2 separate regions of the Gossypium hirsutum genome follow, and region 2 is linked to region 1. A link is a contact called in public Hi-C data. All regions are on one chromosome and are shown on one strand. Each heading gives the region's core, a stretch centred on a gene start, on an enhancer-like site or on the middle of the called end of the contact. The rest is flanking DNA. Distances are from core to core; before and after follow the strand shown. Region 1 holds the start of LOC107888931 (pumilio homolog 24). Region 2 holds the start of LOC107888936 (WD repeat-containing protein 43).

Region 1 (3,064 bases), core at 41-2,540:
AAAATATAAGTTCTAATCAACTGATAAACACATCAACTCAAATCTCCTCAAATTTTTTCCCTTTAATTCTTAATTCCACCATGGTTGTAAACAGGGACTTGTGTTCCTAAGCAATTAGGGTTCAGACAAAAAAAAATCTAATTCAGTTCAGTCGTTGGTGAGTTGAGTGAGCCCAAGCTGAAAGAAGTTTGACCTGTCAAGTTTGAGTATTCTAATACTTGATAGTGCAACTAATAAGATTTCCCTCCTTTTAATTAGCTATGTTACTTGGATTTGGATGTGAGTGTTGAATACCTACGCAGATATGGGTAGCTTATTTAAGTTTTTCCACGGATTTAAAGGATCCTTGAAGGCCATATCCCCATATCTGTGTGTAGGATACAGGTACTTCATGAAAACTGAAGAGACCGAGCAACATAGTTAATTAGCATAGAAAATCTTCAATTCAAATTTGAACTTGAGTTTAAATACAAATAATCAAGTTTGACATCGAGCATGAGAGCTGAGCTTGACTTTAACCAAGTAAACAAGCAAGATTGAGAAACTCAATGTTTTTTTCTCAATTCGTGTTCATGCTTTACAAATGAAACTGAAACGAGCTCGAGACTCTCATCTCTTATTTCAACTCAAGCTTCTTACAGCTTAAACTCAGCTCGGCTTGATTACACCCTAAATAATAATCCAGAGCTCGACTTAGTTACACCCTAAAATTAAAGAATTAAAGGCATAGAACTGACTTGTTCAAGAGTATAATGCGGCTTCCTCTTCTTCTTTCTAGCTTCAGCCAATTCCTACCAAAAACCAATAAAACAAAAAACATTAAATAACACAAAAACAAATTGGCTTTACTTCTAAAATATCTAATTAAAAAATATACATATATATATACATCAAATAACCTTGGCTTGGATTCGACGCTCTCGCTTTGTGAGTTCTTTATTATCATTCCCAAATTCCGATTTCTTAAACTTGGAATGAGTTGGGTGTTCTCGTTTTGGTTTGGATGAGTTGAAAGGTTTCTTGAGGAGCTTGTTTGAAGGGTTTGTTGATGAAGGGGTGGAAGAAAGCAGCTTCGGCTTCTTCGATTTCGAGCCATCTTTGTCCGTTTTGGTGCTTGAAAATTGCTTTCTCTTATTGGGTTTTTGCGTTTGTTGATTCTTGGCCGCCATTGAAACTGTTTTTTAGCTCTAAGCTGTGTCTCCTTGGGGATGAGAGAGAGGGGGTTTTAGTTTTAGCCTTTGTTTTTCCGAGGGTTTTGCGTTTAGGTTAGAGGGCAGCAAAAAAGACTGGGCCTGCTTGAATTAAAACGGAAATTAATTTATGCATTACTATTGGAGATTTTTTTTTTGACGTAAGAAATCAGTATCATGAAAATTTATTACCTTTAAATTTAATTGATTTTTTATATTTCTCATAGACATTTTATATTTTATATTTGAGGCTCGTAGTTATCCCTTTAAATAAAATTGTTTTTAAAGTTTGAACTATATTTTTCTTTAAAGAATACAATATATCTTATTATTATACCAAACGCTTGTTGATTTTAAATTTAATTGAGAATGGTTCCCACATTTACTAAATTTTATTTTTTATTTGTTTAATTTCCTTTTTCTTTTTAAATTTTCTTTATTTTTGTTGAATTTTTTTCACCACAAAGTCATGAAAGTTATTTATTTTTAAATTTATTTCAAATAATATTCTATTAAATTTTAAATTATATGCTAATTTAAATACATATAAAATATTTTAATTTTAATCATATATTTATTTTAAGATAAACATAATAACTTATTTTTATTTAAAAACTAGTTTTTTATCCGATAATACATGAGTTTAGTGATATGTATCAATCAAAATATATTAAAATTAAATTAATAATTAAAACAATAAAAAATTTATGTTAAAATCGAATTTAAAATAGATACTAATATAGATATTAAATATTTATCTAAATTTTATGATAATCTAATTAAATATTTATGTAATTTTTTTTAAATATTATATATAATATAATCAAATAATATTTATAATTGAATAATAAACCTAAATTAGCTTATAATTGAATACTTAAAATGATTAATTCATTTATTTATTTAAATTAAATAAAAATAGAGAGATTACCACTTGTAGTAATATGAAGATGTGTAACTTATTATATTATATATATATATATGATAACTACATTATAGCAAATATTTGATACACAAATGGATTTTTTAACTCTAGTAGAGTTAAGAGGATAATATATGTCTTTTTTATATTTTTTAAAATGCTAATTAAGGATAATTTTTATCCTATTAACTCTGGTTGTGGAGTTAAAAAACTCCACTGCTTATATTACAAATATTAATCCTTCTCGTTAATAAACTAACTTTTATAAATAAGTATTATAAGTATTACTAAAAATGTTAAAATCAATAAACTTAATATTTTATTTTATTAGGGCAAATTCAAAATGTATATTAAATTTCTTATAGAGCGCTAAGTAAATAAAACTGAACGTATCAATGTAACTTCCTCAAAATTTTAATTAATATTTTACTATGCATACCTAACGTTGTAATAATACATTTATGGTAACCACATTTTCAATAATCACATTCTAGTACAATATTCTCGCACCAAATGTTTCGTTCAAACCCAAATTTGTTTGGGATTTTATTGCATATGTTGCTTTAGGTATTAGGTGTTTCCATTAACTGCCATAAGGGCAAGGAGTTGTGTAAAGAATCACCACATCAAGATTCTACTTATCTTGATGGTTGAAAGGGCCTTGATACGTGTTGATGTCTTTTTATTGCTCCCAACCTTGGTATGGAGGTCTGATTCAAGCAATGGAATCTCATTTTTTTTTCTGACATAAAGTTTTGATTACTCACCTTTCGAGGTTTTGTCTTATTTGAGATTAAATTTTTTTAATTAAATTTAAAACTTCATTAACTTCAAAAATATCTCCTCCTAATTGAAAGTTTTCCTCCACATTATGTTTTTTTTTTCGAATTAAAATTTCAAAAGGGTAAACAGAAACAATGAAGTTGTAATTGTATTAGGTAAGCAAAACTCA
Region 2 (2,853 bases), core at 337-2,836, 190 kb after region 1:
GTTAAGCAAAGTATTATAAACCTAAAATTATAACTATTTAAAATTGCATTAACACCAAATATCAAATATGACTTTTTTTATGCGTTGAGAATTAAAAGAAATCAATTTCTTACCAATATCATTTGTACCGGTCATAACATCTCACTTCAATCATAAATGGAAACAAAACATTTTAGTTTCTGTTCTACTATAAATTCAGCTCGGTACTAATCGTACTAATGCATATTAGCACGTACCAATCTGTACTAGTTGGTACAAAATTTTAATATTTTTATCATAGGTTTTTATTTTTTATAACTATATTTAAAAATATGGATAAATCTCAAAATGACTTATGAACTTTGGTTCAAAATTAATCACTAAATTCCACTTAGGTTGTCAGTTAAATTACTAATAATAAGATGACTGTTAGCTTTTAAAATTGATATAATAGCAACTCTAATACTCAACATTTATACATTGTGTCAATTTAGTCTTGATTATGAAAAAATTAACCCTTAACATTTACAAATTGTGTAATTTGGTCTTTTTTTTATAGTTTTGCTTTTTTGTGCGTAAAATTTAGGGTTAATTATAAAAAATGCAAAAATATGAAAAATAGTATATTAGATGTTTGGGTGTTTCTATTTTTTTATATTTTTTTATCAAATTTAATTAATAAAATTGTTTTTTTAGATTTTTAGGTGAAAAGGTTATAAAAAAACAAAACTACAAAAAAAATAAAAATTACACAATATATAAATGTTGAGGGTTAAATTTTTTAGAATTAAGGCTAAATTGACACAATGTATAAATGTTAAAAGTTAAAGCTACTATTATGACATATTTAAAAGTTAGCACATCATCAATTTAATGGTTGGTAATAAAAAAAACAATTAAATAGTTAAACATTATTTTGTAACTTTTTATAATAATGTAACTAAAAAAATAATTTATTAATAATTAAATAACTACTAATATAATTTATATCCGAAAAAAAATTGGTGAATTTTGGATTATTATTAAAGCCAATTATTCGTCGGCTGATAGGCTTGAATGATTTGAACCGAATTTTAACAAAGTGAATTTCAATTTGAATCACTTCATGGGACATGAATTAAAATTTTAATAATAAAATTAATACTTTTATTTAAATTTAAATGAAAAATATAAATCTAAACTATTAAAATATATATTAAAATTAATTAATAAATTTGAAATATATATGATATTAAAATAATAAAATATATTAAATTATGTGTAAAATTAAAATGTATTAAAAATAAAATAAAACTTTAATTGAGTGACAAATTAAATATTTTGTTAATATAATTAGTGCGAATTTAAATTCCATCATATCTAGATCTTTTATAATTTTAAATTAAAAAATTAAAATATCTTATCGTAAATATAAAAATATATTTTAATAATTTTCTTAAATGAATTGATAATTAAATAATAGTATAGATAAATACATAAATATTTTTAATATTTCATTAATTTTTTTTAGAAAGTAAACTGTTACTCCAACTTGTTGCTTGGGTAAAGCTCAATTTGGGCTTAGTGATCCAAAGAGGTTTCAAATTATTTAAAAGAGAAGCAAAAGCCCAATCTTAAATCAAAACTCAAAAATCGCCCTAAGCCGCCACCTTTTTCAGCTACCGGCGGTTGCTCCCTCTGTCTTTGCCTTTCTCCATTGTTTCTCCATAGCTGCTATCCTGTAAGTCTCATCTCTGCTGTTTTTTTTTTTGAAAATTATGGTGTTTTAAGCTTAATAGAACAACAAATGAAACTCTTTGCGAAATAACTTAAAGCCTCCTTTTAAACAATCATTTTTTAAACAATCATTGTTTCTATCTTTCCTCTCAGTTTATCTTTGGTTCTTTTGTTTACCCTTTTTTAAGCTTATTTAGTTACGTTAACTATGAGAAACTCTTGTTGAAAGTTTAGTTTGAAAAAGCACCATTGGGGGGGGTTAAAAAATCTTAATTTTAATTCATGAATTGGCTTTTTCGGTTAAGTTCTTGTTTGGGCTTTCCTTATGTTTCTCTTTGTTTGCGTCTTCAGCTAAAGCTTTTTGATTCTGGGTTTTCTTTATTTTGAGCTTTGAATTTAGAAACTTGTATTTTTGCTTAATTGCTTATGCTAATGTAGTTCACCTTTTGATTTTTTCAGGATATGGGATCCTTGAATATTAGAGATGTCTTGACAGCATTTAGTCCTTCTTTGGACTATTTTGCTATTAGTTCTGGAGATGGTCGTATTAAGGTAGCTAAAGTCATTTCAAGTTTGCAATTGATTGATGATGATTTTGAGAACTAGTAGTGGTTGCAGCAGTTTATGGTTCAATGTGTATAAGGATGCATGTTTTTCTAAAAGAAATATTTTTATATCTTCTGTTAGATTTGGGACACTTTGAAGGGTCAAATTCAAACTGAATTTGCAGACATTATATCAAGTGAGGCAACAAACATATATCCTAAGGCAGAAAGAGGGCATCTTTCAATTGATTACAAATGTATGAAGTGGTTGTCTTTTGACAAAAAGGTTTGTCATTTTGTATGTTAATAAAATGGTTTTGCGGAATTAAGATGATGGGCCTTTTCTTCAATGATGAACTAACTTTTGGACCAAAAACTGTTAAATTTGCAGAAGAAAAGGAAACTTGGAAGTTCTTTGCTCATATTGGGAACAGGAAGTGGTGATGTCTTAGCACTCGATGTGTCTGCTGGTCAGCTGAAGTGGAAAGTCAGTGATTGCCATCCTGGGTACGCACTTCTTGTTGGATTCATTTTTAATCCCCTAATTTACCTTTGAAACCTAATGCATATATTTATGTTAATGATGTTACTGATTTTAATGCACACATATGTG

The links. A called contact is a pair of places that touch in the nucleus more often than the background predicts.
Region 2: a Hi-C map of leaf shows a contact between it and region 1, with 1.8 times the contacts expected there. The contact joins the promoter of LOC107888936 here to the promoter of LOC107888931 in region 1.

Annotation. Positions count from the first base shown.
Region 1 is chrA09:56,610,127-56,613,190 of Gossypium_hirsutum_v2.1, forward strand. LOC107888931 (pumilio homolog 24) reads right to left here and starts at 1,291. Exons shown (of 17, transcript XM_016813203.2): 1 at 900-1,291; 2 at 738-791. The coding sequence starts at 1,169.
Region 2 is chrA09:56,799,551-56,802,403 of Gossypium_hirsutum_v2.1, forward strand. It overlaps LOC107888936 (WD repeat-containing protein 43), which reads left to right and starts at 1,587. Exons shown (of 14, transcript XM_016813209.2): 1 at 1,587-1,699; 2 at 2,155-2,247; 3 at 2,383-2,526; 4 at 2,632-2,747. The coding sequence starts at 2,158.